Regions from separate parts of the Drosophila melanogaster genome. Here region 1 is linked to region 2. A link is a contact called in public Hi-C data. All regions are on one chromosome and are shown on one strand. The core of a region is the stretch at or near the end of the contact, and the rest is flanking DNA. Distances in the headings are between cores, read along the strand shown. Region 1 overlaps beat-IIIc (beaten path IIIc). Region 2 holds the start of lncRNA:CR43053 (long non-coding RNA:CR43053).

What was found. Hi-C and Micro-C count contacts between places; a contact is called where the count stands out from the background.
Region 1: a Hi-C map of the Kc167 cell line shows a contact between it and region 2, with 1.6 times the contacts expected there. A contact is called at or near these places in 13 of 107 Hi-C or Micro-C datasets (the Kc167 cell line, the OSC cell line, the Ras3 cell line and 3 more).

What each region holds. Positions count from the first base shown.
Region 1 is chr2L:17,203,273-17,207,659 of dm6, forward strand. The region is part of intron 2 of beat-IIIc (beaten path IIIc); the gene reads right to left. Among named protein-coding and RNA genes, the nearest start is that of Grl36a, 24 kb to the left of the region's middle.
Region 2 is chr2L:16,943,447-16,947,396 of dm6, forward strand. It overlaps lncRNA:CR43053 (long non-coding RNA:CR43053), which reads right to left and starts at 1,928. Exons shown (of 2, transcript NR_124313.1): 1 at 1,774-1,928; 2 at 1,277-1,725.

The DNA.
Region 1 (4,387 bases), core at 764-3,263, 260 kb after region 2:
AATACGGCCTGGACTTGATTTGGGCCAGGGAATATAAGAAAAGGGGCGTGCCATTCTATATCTATAATTTCGCAGGAGGGATGGCTTTTAAATTTGTGTGCAATTTTGCTGGCATGCGATTTTTGCGGTTCATCGAAGGGAAAAGCTATAGAAGCACTAATTGGCTTTGGATTCTATTGATTTTTTAATTATAATTTAATTTTCGCTAGGACAAGCCGTTTCTTCAATTTTACACATTACACATTAATTTTCCGTTGTACAATTTCTTGCATTTCTATTATCATTATTATATTTTGCTTCTTCCAAAAAAATCCAATCTTATGTTTCCTATTTTTCTTATATTTTTTTGGTATGGGTAATCCCTTTCCCTATGATCATTTTCATGAGCATCATCCTCCGTGAATATCAATAAACCCAGAGCGTGGACCAGCTATATATTCGTGCCTTTGTCCATATTTATCGATAAACCATGATTTACGCTCATTATTTGCTTTAGCCACCGACACACAGACACTAAGGACGAGTCTATGTGCAATTGTGTCGGTGCTAAGCAATTTTCTCACACATCAATGCCAACAGCAACTGAATGAGTAGAAGCAACTGAATCAACAAGGGGTACAACAACTGAAACGGCCAACAGGGGCGTCATTTGAGTAACGCCATTATATTCATTAGCAGCACACACAATCACATTTCGGTACACTGCAAAAAATTGCTATTATAAGGGTGTGATATTTTTTAAGATTAAATAAACTATGTAACCATGAATTAGACAACAAGTAGGCATATGAAAAAAAAAACTTGTAATCCACCTGAGAGTAAGCAACAGTTTTTCTTTCTCTGCAGCCAGAGGCTCAGTAACCAAATTGTTGCTATTGTCATGCATTGCACATTTCTCTTTCTATATGCCATTTTAGCTTCCTTCCATTGAAGCGATTATACTTATACATATGTGTGGGTGAGCTGGTTTTTCTTTCCTTTGGCTGTGTTTATTTTGGGGTCTTTCCTCCCACCGCCATCACCGAATTTTCCATCTATCCTTCTCAGTTGCTGAAGTTTGTTTGCTCCACTGTGTTTTCTTTTTGTTGCTGCTGTTGTTGTGTTATTTTCGCTGACTGGCGTCAGTAATTTGCTCCTTATTGAGATGTTTGTTTATTTACCGAGCAATTTGTATTCATTGTGTGGCTCAAAGGGCGTGGGAAGGGGGGTCCAAGGGGCGCTGTATCAGCCAAGTTTACGATGTGCTTCTGTGTTGGCCTTGGTAAGTTATAGTTTCCGCAACTCATTTGGCCGCTTCAGTTGGTTGGAATTGATTTTTATGCCGCCATCAGCTGGTCGGCAGTCCGTTGGCGTTCTTTTGGCCAATTTAATTGTTTATTTTGGTGGTTTTCTCTTTGCGGAGAGAAAGATTAAGCCTGACCATTAGCTTAGCTGAGTTAATTTATTTGCAATTAGTGGGATTTTTTTCAGGCCCTCAAAGGATGAGCATTTGGTTTGGTGTGTTGCCTTTGAATCTGTTCCAGGGATTTATAAACAGTTACCTTAAACTCATGATAACCATCTTTTTATTTTGCCACCCCTGCGCTCCCTCTTAATTTATATACAAATGAGCTCTGGGGCTTAAGCTAAGCCAAAAGTTTTCACTTGAAATTGTCCAACAAAAATGGTTGCAACTCTATGTAATATGCAATTCGCATAATACAACACCCGAAACTTTTGCTGCACTTGAACTTTGGGCTGTGTGTGAGAGGGACAGCTACCGGGTGGCCGAAAGAGAGGCGTATACAGGTGTGGTACGAAAGGGGCAGAGTTGCACACGTCGCCTCTGGGCCGAAACTGAAACATTTTGCTAATGGAGCTTAAAATTTATGTAAGCTATTGTCGAGCTCTAGCCCGGCATGCCCCGATTGCAACTCCCTCTCGCCCATCGTCCATGTCATGCATGCATAAGTGCAGTGGAGCAGTGATGGGTTGATGTTCAAAGGGGGTCAGCAAAAACATATTGCATACTTTTGTGCATGCAAGCTGAAAATTAAAAGCGCTTACGTTGGCACAAAAAACAGGAGGGAAAAGCCAAGGAACAGGATGAAACCGAATAACGACAAACGAGAAGCAAATGAAACGAATATGCGTAGCCAATGCACAACCTACCCACCCCACCCTATTCACAACCCCTTGCCGGAAAATGAAGCTGTCTGGAAATGCGATTTCCCACTACCAACCGCTATTCTCCCTCATCAAGGAAACCGCAGTGACTGCGAAAAAAGGAATTTATAATTCGCGGTTATTAATGACGAGCTCCAAGTCGAGCCACAGGGAATTACAGTCATCACTCGCTAACTGAATCGAATTAAAAAAATTGCTGTCTTGCGTTATGTGTTAATTCGAATAACATATTGGTAACAAATCTATATTAAATTGTGTAACTGTGTTTTATTTAGCGAATAAATAACTAAAATTAATTTTAATTCGTTTTAGAAATCACATAATTTTGAAATTACAAAGATGTAATTTATTTTTGTGAAAACTCTTCTACGGTTTTAGGATTATATCCGTTATAATGAGGCTATGCAGCAATCTAGAAAGGAAAACTGAGAAGGGTGAAACAGACTTATAACAGCTTTTGACTTTTGTCTGCTTCTCTGGCATTTTTTGTTTTTCTTACGACTTTTGGCACGAACTGCAGCTGCTGATGCTGATGATACTGATGCTGATGACGATGCTGACGATAATGTCCCCGATTTGCCACATGAATACAAATACAACAAAGGAGCCGTGGAGACACTGAGCTCACCCCAGTTCTCTATAGGGACAGGAATAATTTAGTGCTTTGGTGGATAAATGTTTCAGTTAAAATTTAGCAATTCGTTGCAGATTCAAGTGAAAACCCAAGCGGGTATGAGTCCAGAGGGCAGCAGCCCGAATCCAGGGAAATTGCTGAATTTTTTATCCCGCTCTTCCACTCAAACACACACACACAATCAAAGCTGGAATCACACAAATACAAAGGATGGCCGGAGTTATCCCTTCATTCCGCTTTTTTCTCGCTACTTGGAGTAATTACTCTCCGGATCCTGCTTAAGCCATTTGTTTGACTTGAAATTTATCAGGATATCGCCTGGGCCCTTACTAAAATGCACAAAAATGTTGTATCTTATTTCAGTGGAGAGTGGAATTAAACGAGGAAGCCAAAGAAAAAGCAACAATTATTAATCTATAGAAATCGACTGGCTGGCAGTTCGAAATTGGCCGAACACTGGACAATAAAGTTGTGAGAAAACCTTTTGTAGAAAGTGAAACTAATATAACTTTAAAGCATATAAGCCTAATTTATATACTTATAATTTGAATTCGTCATATCAATTAGTCACACCTTATGAGTAAATACATCTTTCTAATTTAGCCACAAAGTACCTAAAGCACATTCCATAAAATCTATGTTGTTCACAATGGAATAGCGTACTCCAATCAGATTCGGGGATTCAACTGGATGCGACTGGAATTCCTGTTGCTCAGTGTAAGGAAAGGGCATTTGCGGTAACCCCAAGGCCCCAGATAGCCATCAGGATTCGGTAAATCGGAGGCGGGGCCATCGAGGAAGTGCGTCTTGTCGCTGGCTGCTTATTGAGGCTTAGATCCGATTTGCCAAAAGACAAGCCGCCCATGAAATTGTTTGTTTATTGAAAAATGATTATAAGGGGAGCCACAAAAGGACACAATCGGCGAAGGAGGGGGTTTTACCAAAAGGAGGATTTGTGTAAGAGCCACAGACAAGAAACCGATACCAAAACAGAGAACAAAGGCAACAGTAGCAGGAGTCACAGCAAAAAACAAGCAATCGGTACAGTGAGCGAATAAATAACAAGTAAATGAAATTTAAAGTACCTACGTTCGGTTTTACAAAGTTTGTAGTATATGTATCTTAATAATTAATTTTCTGCAGATTCAAGAAATATGTAAAATATTATCTATATATGGATTTAGCTAATATTAAGTAATGTTTGAAAAAATGTAAATGGGTTGTGGACTATTTTTCAAAAAGATTTATTCGCAAGCCGAAACAGTGCTCAATATCATTATGTTTTTAATAACCATGAATGTAGTTAATAAATATTTCTTGCAGTGCACGATGTCGGGTGGCTGACAAGCGATGCGATTAAGCGATAACCCGACAGCGAACCTTAAGCCGCCAAATGGTCTGTGAATGTTGGAATGCTGCCCAAGTCCCCGATTTCCGAGCTCCCCCTGGATGCTCAGTCCTACGTTTTCTTGACTGTGGGCTTTTGTCGGCTTTTGGGGCATATTATCATTTTTGAAATCAATCTGTTTACAAGGCATAAAAGTGTATGCCTACAGATGTAGTATGTATATTTCACTCTCATTCTCT
Region 2 (3,950 bases), core at 678-3,177:
TTGGGCGAATGGACGGGGACGGGGAGCAAAATTAATTGCCGCTGTAGTTTGGCTTCGGTTGTGGGTAGTGGGTTTTCGGTTTCGGCCTCGACTTGTCTTTCACTACGGCTAGTTAGTTTTGCTTACAGCTGGAAGAGTTGTACTTGCAGTCACTGTTTTCCCGCTGTAAGCTGTGTGGGGTTTTATATGGCGCAAAGTTTGTCGGAACTGCTTATCGGAAGCAGCAGAAAAGTTACCCAAAAGCCCGCAAGTGTGTGGTAATAAAAAGTTTTCGTTTTTGTCTCTTCTCCCAGCCATCCATAACTACCCAGAAACGTTCGTTATGCGACTTAATTGTTAGCTGTAAAGATTTACCATCACAAACGTTCCTTTTTTTGTTCGTTGGCTTGGGTAAGGATACATTTGTAAGAGGAGTACACGGGATGTCCTTAAGCACACACACACGCACACAGTCACGCAGTCGTCTTGCATTGTTTGTTAGTGCCAAATTTTTAATGTGCAACTTTTGGGTAAGAAGTTTTCATGGTTTTCACAAGGGAAAATTGTGATTCCTAGATGTTAGGCAAATGGTTTAAAGTTAATTATGAAGTACTAGAACGAACACACTCTTAAGGAATTTTGACAACTAAACTTATATTATATTATATTGGAATAAAGTACACTCATTTTTAATAACTTTATATTAAAAAATTCACGATTTTGAATTTCGTAATTCGTGGTACGATTTTCCTTTAGCCCCAAAACATGTGAGCCACTGGCACAGCTGAGTAAAATGATCATCAGCTGAGGAAAAAGCCATGCACACTTTTAAAGCTTTTCTGAATGAATAATATTTGTGCAGCAACCGCAAAAAATAGAAAGTATTAACCAAAACATAGTGCCACCACAGATGGCAAGGAAAAGCTTGTCATCGCTTGTTTGCTTGTTAAGGTTGGGCTCTTCTTCTTCTTTCGCCGCCCTGTGATGTCCTTTTTGGTATATTTTGTGCAGCTGCACTTAAACATAAAGTAGCAAAGGTAAGCACAATATGAAAAAAACAAGGCCCACGAAAAGAAAAGGGCGGTCGAAAAAAAGGGGGACATTAAAGTGCAGCCTGCGTTGGCAGAGGATGTGGTACCAATAAAATATAAGAGCGACTGCAAAAAGCTGCGCAAAATTATATATGTATTAAAGGAATAAATATATTATGCACTGCAAATATTTTTCCTTGCCATTTGATTGAGCTGTTTATAGACTTGAAGTGGCAAACGCGGTGTACACAAACAATGCAACAAATATGTTTGAATAAAAGTAATACTTTACACCAAAGTAAAATTGTTGAATTTGAGAAATATAAATTCCTTTATCGAATCTGTTGTTCTTGAGAGTCTGTGAGATTATTTCCCGTGCACGTCAGATAATGTGTATATACGTAGGCACACCAGGTGCACTTTTGTGTCTGTGTGGGTGTGTCCTTGTCCGCTTGTCAGTGTGTCTGTGTGTCTGTGCGGCGTATCCGTTTAGGTTTTCCAACAGCAGCAGGCGAAGAAGGAGCAGCACTCAGCGCTAGGCTACACACGTTAATGTTGTCCAAGTGCCGTGCTAAATTATGTATGTGCCCAGCATGTGTGTCTGTCTCCTCTTCCCGGTCTCCGGGAAAAGCTGAAAAGCATCACGACCTCCGCCAGGACCTGTGCGCAAATAGTTTTTCAGAGTGCTTGAAACGCGTGCCGCCAGACACCGCAACTGTAATTATGTTGAAAGTAAAAAGGTTGTAAAATATTAACTACTGACTTTGCCGTTCCACATGCTGCACTACTGTAACTTGAAATTTGAATACCTCATACTACAATTACTTGTCGACTCTTTTGAGGTGCAGAGATTTAGCCTTGAATAGTTGACTTTGTCTCTTGACTATTTTATATGTTAGCCAAGCTTAGTAAAACTTACTGACCTTGGTTGGCCTTAAAATAAATCAAGGAAAAATGCTAAAGTCGAGTTAAAACATACATGTTACTTATCCAGTTAAAGTGCGAAGGAAACATTTTAAAATAATTTATTGAACAATATTATTCCGAAGCTGCGTCGGCGTTACTAGAATCTGCTAGCCTTATATTTTTCGCGAAATCAAGGCATATTCAGACGGACAGATTCGGATTAAAAATACATCGATATAGGGTCGGAGACGCTTTTTATACCAGTGGCTTTTTTTAATAAGTCTGGTGTCTACGAGTCACGGTTGTAAATATCCCATCCGCTGCTCATCTAAAGCGTATTTTTGTCTGACTTTGTGTTGGAGTTTAAGACGCCTACACAGCGAACACAGTGCGATTTCGCTCCGTGTGCATTCGTTCATTGAAAAAAGTCGTATATTTTTGCAACGACGTGGGTGTACCGCCTCCGCCCACTTTCCACTTTTCATTTAGTCAGTGGACCAAGCCAGTCTGCTAATAGAAATAAAAACGAAAACTGCACACAACTAAGCCCGGCTAAAAGCTCAAAGGCGGCTGGCTCAGAGCCGCCCACCCACATTGAAGCCGCCTGTTTTAGCCTGCAATGAAAACAAAAAGCGATTTGCAAGTTTTCTATTGCGCATAAAAGTATGCTATGGAACCTATTTTTCCCTCCGCTTGCTTGCCTATTTTTCCATCCTTTTTTTTCTCCCATGGTCGTGTTCTTTTTGCTCCTCTTGCCTTTTTCCCCGCTGGGTTTTCTTGTTTTTTTTCGCCTTTCATAAAACCAAACTATTAAGCCAAGTGTTAAACTCATTTAGCGCGGATTTATGCGCCCGAGTGCCTCGTGCATATGTGTGTGTGTGAGTGGGTATGTGTTTGTTGCAAGCGATGCATGTGTGTGTGCGTGCGTGTGAGCCAGCTTTGTAAACGTGCCGTTTTCTTTTATGCGTTTTTAATAAGCCTTTTGCCAAGCGTGTCGTAGTTTGTTTGTTAGTGACCCTCCCTCAGTCCCTTGATTTTTTTTCTATTTACAGCTCTGCATTTTGATTGCTGGCATTTGTGTGCCTAATATTTGCTGCAGCAGCTGATTTTTTCTCATTTTTATTTTCGTTGAACTTGAAGCGTAAAAAGTTGAGTAGTGGAGCCGCATTTTTAAAATTTTTTTTTTAGGTTGTCCTGAATTTTTTGTTATTAGTCCTTGATGACAATGTGTGTGTGTGGGTATTAATTAGAACATTCTGGCTAAATTCTGCCTATGCTATAATTGAAAGGAGTGTAGAAAAATTCGTGGGCAAATTGGGGCAATATGGCAGATAACTTTAGTTGAATTTTAAAATATTTCTGCACATGATTTAGCACAATTTATAAATGAACATACGAGAAAAGCTAAAATTGTAGACCTAAACAAAAAACCGAAACAACATAATTTCAGTTTCTCTAAAATGCCAACTAAGTTTCGATTTAATTGAATATCAAAGTATGCTGGCCTTAATTTCTAAATTTAATTATTGCTATTAAAATGTTTGATATTCATTCGAAACGTGTTAAAAATTAAGAAATTCTCACCTAAAGGTGTGCAATCAATTTTTTGACCAGAGTATGCGAAAATGTGTTTGACAGCCTTAAGATTTTGCTAAATGGTTTGTATAAAACTTTTCGACAAACCGCAGACTGTGGAAATATGTAGCAAATTGTGTCATTTGATATATGTGAAATTTCATCAATTTACCACGCACAGTCTTGGCTCAAAGTCATTATTTGAGTTCCGATTTCGTGTTATTGTTACGCTTTCTCCTTCTCAGCATTGCATTATTTTGTCTTGTGTATAAACATTAGTGCATTTTTGTAATGCCCATGTTTTTGTTATCCTCAACTTGTTTGTTTGCTGGCCGTTGGTGTTTGCTTGTTCATTTTTGTTTTGCAATTTGACATGACTTGCTGATGCCGTCTTACCGACGCAAATAGCCAAACCAAATGCCATTATTGTTACAGTTGCTTGCAATTCGAGAATGCACT